3 separate regions of the Mus musculus genome follow, and all the other regions are linked to region 3. Evidence: chromatin contacts called from public Micro-C and promoter capture Hi-C data. All regions are on one chromosome and are shown on one strand. Each heading gives the region's core, a stretch centred on a gene start, on an enhancer-like site or on the middle of the called end of the contact. The rest is flanking DNA. Distances are from core to core; before and after follow the strand shown. Region 1 holds the start of Ecpas (Ecm29 proteasome adaptor and scaffold). Region 2 holds the start of Lpar1 (lysophosphatidic acid receptor 1). Region 3 holds the start of Ptpn3 (protein tyrosine phosphatase, non-receptor type 3).

What was found. Promoter capture Hi-C pulls out the DNA fragments that hold promoters and counts their contacts. A called contact is a pair of places that touch in the nucleus more often than the background predicts.
Region 1: a contact with region 3 is called in a promoter capture Hi-C map of liver, with 2.2 times the contacts expected there. The contact joins the promoter of Ecpas here to the promoter of Ptpn3 in region 3. A contact is called at or near these places in 4 of 39 promoter capture datasets (cranial neural crest, liver, maxillary cranial neural crest and 1 more).
Region 2: a Micro-C map of embryonic stem cells shows a contact between it and region 3, with 4 times the contacts expected there. The contact joins the promoter of Lpar1 here to the promoter of Ptpn3 in region 3. A contact is called at or near these places in 1 of 39 promoter capture datasets (the C10 cell line) and 1 of 484 Hi-C or Micro-C datasets (embryonic stem cells).

What each region holds. Positions count from the first base shown.
Region 1 is chr4:58,911,339-58,914,038 of GRCm38.p6, reverse strand. Ecpas (Ecm29 proteasome adaptor and scaffold) reads left to right here and starts at 1,290. Exons shown (of 49, transcript NM_172381.3): 1 at 1,290-1,563. The coding sequence starts at 1,542.
Region 2 is chr4:58,551,855-58,554,554 of GRCm38.p6, reverse strand. It overlaps Lpar1 (lysophosphatidic acid receptor 1), which reads left to right and starts at 1,262. Exons shown (of 4, transcript NM_172989.1): 1 at 1,262-1,421.
Region 3 is chr4:57,298,967-57,301,666 of GRCm38.p6, reverse strand. It overlaps Ptpn3 (protein tyrosine phosphatase, non-receptor type 3), which reads left to right and starts at 1,298. Exons shown (of 26, transcript NM_001384115.1): 1 at 1,298-1,386. Gm12536 (a long non-coding RNA gene) reads right to left here and starts at 1,928. Exons shown (of 3, transcript XR_003955208.1): 1 at 1,357-1,928.

The sequences.
Region 1 (2,700 bases), core at 41-2,540, 1.6 Mb before region 3:
TCCACCTGTGTTTGCTTTTCTGTCACTGTGACAAGTTTATGACCATTTAAAATGAGTAAAAAAACAAAACTGTATTTGGCTCACAGTTTCAGAGGTGTGGTACATGGTCACTTGGTTCCATTGCTGTGGACTTGAGGTGGGGCTGGACACGTGGCAGGGTGTGTGTGATGAAATAAAGCAGCCCCTCTCACGGCAAACACGAAGCAGACAGCAATGACAGGAAGAGGCCATTGCAACACAGTCCCTAAGAACACACCTCCAGTGATATACTTCCTTCAGTTAGCCCCACCTCCTGCTTTTCCATGGGCAATGGAGCTGTGCAATCAGTATTAACCTCTGATTAGGCCAGACTCTCAGGATCTAATTATTGTCCCAAAGTCCAGCATTAGGCAAAACAAGCAGCAGGGAAGGAGTGTGTGTGTGTGTGTGTGTGTGTGTGTGTGAGAGAGAGAGAGAGAGAGAGAGAGAGAAAGAGAGAAAGAGAGAGAGAGACCATATCCAAGTTTTATCACTATGAACCAAACTGAACCTGGGGCTATACATGTGTGCAGAACTAGGTCTTGAAGCATCAACAAATTCTACATTTAATAATTTTTCTCTTGGGTGTGAGATGGGTGAGGTAGCTGAACTAGGAGGAAGGACTCTTATTTTTATGATAATGACAAAGATAATGTAACTTTCTTTGTAAATGTAAAATTAATACAGGAAGTAACATGGTCAGTGTTTGTTGCTATCTCGTACTTGCCTAAGTTACATTGGGAGCCGCATGTATTCAAATTTCAAGGCATTATCTAGGGCCCTAGGGATTCCATTTTGCGGGAATATATGCAACTTCAGTTCATTTAGGGTCTCGATTATTTTCTTTTCCTCTAAAAATGTCTTTGATCTGGCACCTAATTTCTTTCTTTTTTTTTTTTTTTTGGTTGTTCTTATAGTAACCATATAAGCCCTTGATTTGAATTCCATTTTGCAGCTGTACACGACCTCATGGACCAACGAGAGGCTTAAAGTTAAAAGTTGGGATTGCCACTAAACTCGGGTTAAGAAGAAGGACTCTAAAGCACGTCTTGGTAGCTCAAATATCGTGGTTTCCGGCCCTTCCCTGGCTCGCAGCTCGCTCGGGAGGCTAACGTTAGGGGAGCATCCCCCAGGGTGAGCCCTCGGTGCAGGTCCCTCTGGGCTTTAACTTCGGGGCTGCTCGGAGGCCCGGCCTGAGTCAGCGCGGCGGCCGAGAAGTTGGGCGCGAGGCGCAGGGCGGGGCTTCCTCCTCTTCCTCCTCCTCCTCCTCCGATTCGAGCCCCGCTCTACTTTTCCGAGTCCGCGTCTCTTCCTCCGTCCGGGCGCGTGTTCCTCCAGCTCCGACCAGGCGGACGTGACAGCCGCAGACCTTTAACGCCACAGCCCGGGGCGGGGAAGCTCTCCGCGGCAGCCAGGACAGCCCGGCTCCGCTCGGCCGCACGCAGGCTCCTCCGGAGCGGCCGCGCGTCTCCTCGGGCCCGGCCCGTCCTCCACCTCGCTGGGTCGCCGCAGCATCCCGGGCTATGGAGACCGGCTCCGACTCAGGTCAGAGGCCGCGTGCTTGCGTGCGGCTGAGGGAATGAGGCTCAGGTCCAGGGGTTGGCCCGCCGCGTCTGCGTCTCCCGCTCCGCGCCGGGGAAGCTTGGCGGCGGCAGGTGGGCAGGACGCGGCGCGAGCGAGGCAGCGAGGGCGGGCGAGCGGGCGCGCGAGGGGCCGGCGGAGGCGGAGGGGGAGGGGGGAGGATGGCTCAGCTCTTTCTAAATATAAGAGCCGGCGTGAGGCTAGCAAGCCGGGCGCCGAGCCGAAGAGCCGCCGCGCGGTCACTCGGCCGCACGGGCGGCAGCGGCTCCTCCGAGGCGCGAGGCTGAGAGGGAGCTCCCGAGTCGCGAGCTCGCGAGGCGCGGCGAGAGCGACGCTCGCAGCGCAGAGGACGCAGGCAGCGGGCGGGCCTCGAGGGCGCAGCGCGGCCCGCGTGAGAGACCCGAGGCGGCTCCGGGCCCCTGCGGCACGGCGCGGCGCGGCGCGGCACCGCACGGCACGGCACGGCGACGGCCGCGAGCCCCCCTCGCCGGCCGCCCGCCCGCCCCTCCCTCGCTCGCTCCCGGGCGCAACATGGCTGCGGCCGCCGCCTCCGCCTCCCAGGACGAGCTGAGTAAGTGCGGCGCGGAGCCTGCAGCTGGGAGCGGGATTTAACTCCACGCAGGACCGGGGCTGGGCCCGGCCAGACACGGGAGGCTGGGGGGGCGCGGGGCCGGGCAAGTGGGTGTGCGGTGGTCTCGGCACGGGGCTCCGGGGCTCAGGCCTGGCGGGAGGGCGGGCGAACAGGCGCGGGCCGCCGCCGCGGGCGCTCGTAGGCCGCAGGTTTGCAATGTCACGTCGTGAAATTGAAACCAGAGCCCCGGGCTTAGCTACCCCTGCTCGAAATCTGCTTCGGCCCGGGCTTTGGGGGGATCCCGGGCCCCTGGCTTGCTACCGGAGCTGGCGCGCGGCCTGTCGCCCCCAGGTCGGACTGTGTCCACCCGTCCGTTCCGTCAGACCCCCCGCATGTCCCTTGATTCTGACTGACGGGCGAATTCTGGACGTGGAGCTTTGGGGAAGGGGAGAGGGTTGCCTTTCCCGCACCTCCAAGGAATCGGCAGAAAGGTCACAGATGGGAGATGACTTTCAGGTTGAAGCTGTAAA
Region 2 (2,700 bases), core at 13-2,512, 1.3 Mb before region 3:
TTTTACTCCCAGGCATCTGCTTTTGATGTGTGGAGGACTCCGCTGTGGGTTGAGGCAGAAAATTCTGATGACTCAACACACCCTGGGGGCCTGGAGTGTGAAGCAGGTGGGTGAAGACCGGCTGGAGAGTCCTCTCTCTCTGTCCGCATCTACTACTGAGTGATGGTAAGGCTTCTGAGATGGAAGTCTCCAGAAAATGATTCTTAGGTCCTGCCTCCGCCTACACTTCCAGGTGTGCCTTCCCTGCCCTTAATTGCCCTATGAAAAATCTTAGTTTGCCCTTGGAAAGTTACACTCCTAGCTGAAGAGAAATTTATAATCATAGCTCTAGGGACACAAAGGCACGCTCGCTTTGATTTGCAATTGCAAAGCCAACTATTGCTTTTCTATGGCCTGAAGTACAGGGCTGTGCTGGTTGAAACTTTGTGTGCTGCCTGAAAAAGTTTAGAAACTCAACTCGGAGGAGGCCATACACCAAGTTCTCTCTCCCCCCCCCCCCTTTCTTTTCTTGTTTTCCCCAGGCTCTGTGATGGTTTCCAGGGCTTTTCAAATGAGGAGGGGACAGCAACAAAGCATGCACCATGCAGGGCGTCCACCAAAGCTCTGCAAGAGGCCTGGCGCTGGGGTGAGCACAGGAGGGGCCAGGGGTGACGGAGGTGGGTGTGTCTGCTGTGGAGGGTCAAGGGAGCGCCGCGAAGGTACTGAATGAAAAGCTTAGGCTCCCCTCACCCCCACCCCCTCCCCGACCTGCAGCAGCGCGGGAAGTTCAGTGAATGACTGGGGGAGGGGACCACAGGAGGCAGAGTCGCTGTGGGTGCCACGCAGGTAAGGAGAGCAGAGCGGCTTGGGAGGAAAGGCGCTTTGGGGTGCGGGGAGTTTCTGACTTGTGCTCTGTGGATGTGGCAGAAAGCGCCAGAAGGAGGAGAGGTAAGGAGGCTGGCACCCGTGCCTCTTCTGCTGCCTGCCTGTTCCTTGAGCCCGGGAAGTTGGAACTGGGCGGCAGTAAAGCCCCGGGAGTTGTGACTCTTGTCCTCCAGCACAGTGCTGCCCTCCGTAGGCTCCGGGTTGTGCTGGGGTGAGGCTTGGGTTGGGTTGGCCCGGCGGCTGCGTGAACTGCGGAGCTGGACCTAGCAGGTAAAGACACGGCGGCCGGGTGTCCCTTGGCGCGGCGCGGGTGGCGACCGCCCCGCCTCCCATCGGCGCGATCGGCTCGCACTGTCCCACCACCCGCCGCTTTGTAGCCGTGCGCGTGAGCGCCTGAGTGCGCGCGCCCGCGGGCCCGGAGTGGGTGGGTGTGCGCGCGTGTGTGAGGCCGCCTGCAGGAGGCGAGGCTGCCCTGGCCTCCCGCACCAGCCGGTGGAACTCAGCCCGGGAGGGAAGTCGCCGCAGCCGCCCGGGCGGCCCTCCCGACCTTTGGCCAGGTCAGTGCGCCCCAGGGTCCGTCCAAGTGACACGTAGGTGGCCTCCTGTTGCTTACCTGGATCGGGTTGGGGACGCGAGAGGGCTGGCAAGGGGCTCCCCAAGTTTATTGGTGCCGCGTCCCCGACGACTTAGATGGCTCGGGTGTCCGCGCGTCCCGCGCTCAGTTCACTGCTCACCAGAGACTTTGTCGTCCCTTGAGTTTAAGGAATTTAAACTGAAGTTTCCTTGAAGCCGCCCTAGGCTTAGTCTGTACCTGGGAAATGCAAGGCGGGGAAAAACCTGATTTTGCTTGAATGGGTTGATCGGCTGTTTGCTCCTGTAGGGAGGGAGACTTTACTGTGAATGGTTTTAAACTTTAGGCTTGTTTTTCTTTGCTGCCATTTGGTCTTTGATGTGAGGCACCCAGGGCTTGTTGCTGCTTCCAGGCTGGGGCCCTAGACTGTCTCTTTTCTCAGTCCTTTCTTCCTCGTCTCCCGTTTTCTTTCTTCCTTTCGCCTGTGTTTCTTCTTCTTCTTCTTTTTTTTTTCTTTTTAGTTGAAATCTTCGGAGCTTTCCTTCCATGTGGGTTTCCAGCGAGTACTGGCTTGTGAAAAGTTTTACTCTTAAGCTATACCCATCGTCAGAGATACCTATTGCTAACTGCAACTAGAAGAAGGTAGCTAGTTATTAAAGCGGAATCCTCTATTCGTTTCGACAGAGCTGCGTGCTTATCCTTTTGTGTAAGTGTCTTTTGCTCACCTAACATGACTATGAAGTCAGAAGTCCGGGTTTCAAAGTCTTAGAAAATGGAAGAACATAGTCTCTTTCAGATGGAATGAATACCAAGGAAGAGGAATCAACATTACGCTTAAGGCCCCGTGCACCACAGCCAGCTGCATTAAAACACAGCTGTAATAGCATCTAGTTTTTGCCCTTGGTTCCTCCAGATGCAACATCATGAATAATAATCACCAGGGCTCTAATATTTTTTAAAATTCTATTTTATTTTTCCTTTTCTTTGGTCTTGAGTGTGAATTTGAGGGAAAAAATGTAGAAAGAGAGGGAAGCAGTTTGAGGCGGAAAGGCTGAGAAGGGTGACTTGCAGAACCACATCAGAGCCTCCTTGTACACAGCGTCCCCTAGCGGTGTACCCTGAACGGGTTCTGGGCTCCTGGGCTTGGTGTCCTCATCAGGAAAATGAATGGGTAGGATGATCTTTGCTGTTTCAGCCATCTTCCCTGTAACTGGGAACTAAGGGTGGGTGATTCCTCCATGAGAGACTAGTTGAAGTTGAAGAAG
Region 3 (2,700 bases), core at 49-2,548:
ACCATAGAATCCTAACCATCTCTCCATCCTTTTGTTATCATATTCATTCAACAAAACGTTTTTAGTTCTTACTGGAAGCCAAGCGTCGTTTAGAGGCTGGGTCTCTTGAGAGGCGGAGTTACCGAGCTGACACAGAGGGGAGGTACTCCTTAAGGGGGAAATCTAAGTCGCGAGAGACAGCCGGCAACATACTCCAGCAGCCCCTCCGCTCGCCCTTCCGTTTCACGGGCACAAAGCTTGCGCTCGTTTTGTTTTGAGGTTTTTTTGTTTTTGTTTTTGTTTTGTTTTTGCACCGGCTTTATCGTCCCAAGAAAGCTTCCTTGTTTAGCTGCGTGACTGAATGGTATTTGTCACCTGATCTGGTTGTTCCACCAGCTCTCACCGGGCCACCCCCTATCTTTCTTGCCTGGCTCCTTTCCCCTGTTCTTAGAATTTATCACCTAATACCCTGCGTTGTTTACGGACCTGTTGTTTGTTGCGAGAAAGTCCCTTCTAAACTCCCAACAAGGGGCAGAGATTTTGTCTATATATTAAGTGTGAAGAACGTAAGTAACTGTTGAATGGATAAGTGATACATGCTTGGAGTGCGGTAATGGACTTGGAGAGGGAGCAAGAGGTCAGGGCTAATTTAGAAAGGTAGCCAGAAAGGTCTCTCCTACAAGAGGCACCTGAATGGTGAGAGGGCTCGAAACACCAGCAAAGCAGGGCAAAAGACGTCCTACCTCGAGGGAAAGGCAGTGTAAAGGTCTCCAGGCGGGTCAAGTTCAGAGGGTATGATGGGGAGGAAGGTGCAGTCGGAGCGCAGGAAGACAGGTGTGGGAGGAGGCGGAAGAGGCCGGCTGGAACGCCCGCCACTAGGGGCCCTATAGGCTTTGGGAAGGGCTAACCTGCCTGGTGTCCTAGGACCAGCAAAGGAGCCCTGCGACCCCCAACTCAGCCACGGAGCCGCTGGAGTCAGCGAGACCCCCAACTCAGCCACGAAGCCACCGCGCAAGGCTCGCTGTCATTTCAGATTCGTTGAGCGCCAAGCCCTTGCCATTCTTAGGCATGCAATCCGGGAAAGCCAGGCACACAGTAGGTGTTCAATAAATGCTAAAAGCACGAATGGCTGCGTGCGTGAGCCAGGGGACCTGGAGGTCTGCGGGAGTTTGGCAGGTGGTCTGCGGAGGCCAGTGGCAGCGTCCCACGAGTTTGCCCCGGGCCCGCCCCTGTCCCGGGTCCCCCGCCCCGCGCGCGGGCCCGTCGCGGCCACAGCCGGGCCGGCGGGAGCCGCCCGCGGGCTGCACTGGGCATGCTCAGACGGCGGCCAGGTCGCGGCGCGAGCGAGCTTCAGTGCCGCCCGCCCGCGCGACCTACCTGGGCGCCCCGCGCCCCCGGATGCTGCAGGTATGGGAGACTGGGTCCTCTGCGGGGAGGGTCGGAGCGCGGGCTGCTGCGATCGCGGACACGCGGGGCTTACCCAACCCCCACCCGGTCCGGGGCTCGGCGGACACGCGGGAGGACTAGCGGTTGAGCTGGTAGCCCCAGGTCTCCGCGCCACGTCGGGCATCCGGGGGGCGCAGGCCCGGATCACCTGGCGGGGCTGGGGCGGGGCGCGGGCGTGGGCGGCAAAAGGCTGGGCGTTCTGGACGCAGCGGCGCGGGCGTGGGCGTGCGCTCCAGTCTGGCCGAGCCCTGGGCTTGGCGCCGAGGTATCCGCAGCCCGGCAGAGGGGGCGCACCGCTGCGGGGATCCAGCTCTCCGCGGTCCCCGAAGCTCAGCCACCCGGGGCGAATTCCCCTTCAGATTGCAAAGATGGCATTTCCTGGGCCTGGCACGAACTCCAGTGCCAAACCAATCCGCCCCGTTCCGCGGGCGACCGGGGTGGCTTCTCTGGTAACTTGCGGTGTGACACTGCTGCGTTGTGCAGGGAGAGAGCGCGCCCGGAAACCCCCGCCCCCGGTTGCTGCCTCCTAAACTTATTACGAACTTGAGGGTTGCCTTTAAAAAATTCATGAGAAGTTAAGATAACTTGACACCTGGGTGTTCCGTGAAGGTACAGGGAACTTGTGGTTGGGAAACTCTAGACCTAGGTTCAAGTTGGGCTCTTCCCCTTGGCCAGCTGGTGACCTTGGACGAGTCGTTTAACCTCTCTGATCCTCCATTTCCTCCACTGCACGCAGGCAGCAATAATGCCCACCTCGCCTGGTTGGTGGTGGATTAAGTAGGATAAATGGTGTGGAGGTGTTTGGCTCCGTGCCCGGCATAAAGCAAGCGAGCAGTTGGCGTGATGTGATTTTAATTCAGTTAGAGACCCTCATGGCTCCCATTTTGTCAGGAAGGTAGAATTAGGCAGTCATTTTCTGGGTCTGTGTTTGTGCCCAGGAGAACGTCTGCTGAGGCTTTGAAAAAAGCAACTCCACAGAGCGGTGGTGAGCTGCTCTTGTTTAATGGCAGTCTTTGTGAGTTCCGAAACTCCAGAAGTTGACACTCGGGCCTCACAGAAAGAACTATTTTTGCAAGATGATCCATCTTGCAAATGTCGAAGCGGATGAATTGGAAATCCTGGTTGGGAAAAAGATGCATATTCTGCAAAGCTCTCATGCTTAACCTTATGTTTTTGGATTGGGGAGCGGGGGTCTCTTAGCTTCTCACAGCGGGTTTGATCGTTCTTTGTGGTGGCTGCTCCTTGTGCATTACAGAGTGCCCAAAAGCCTCTGCT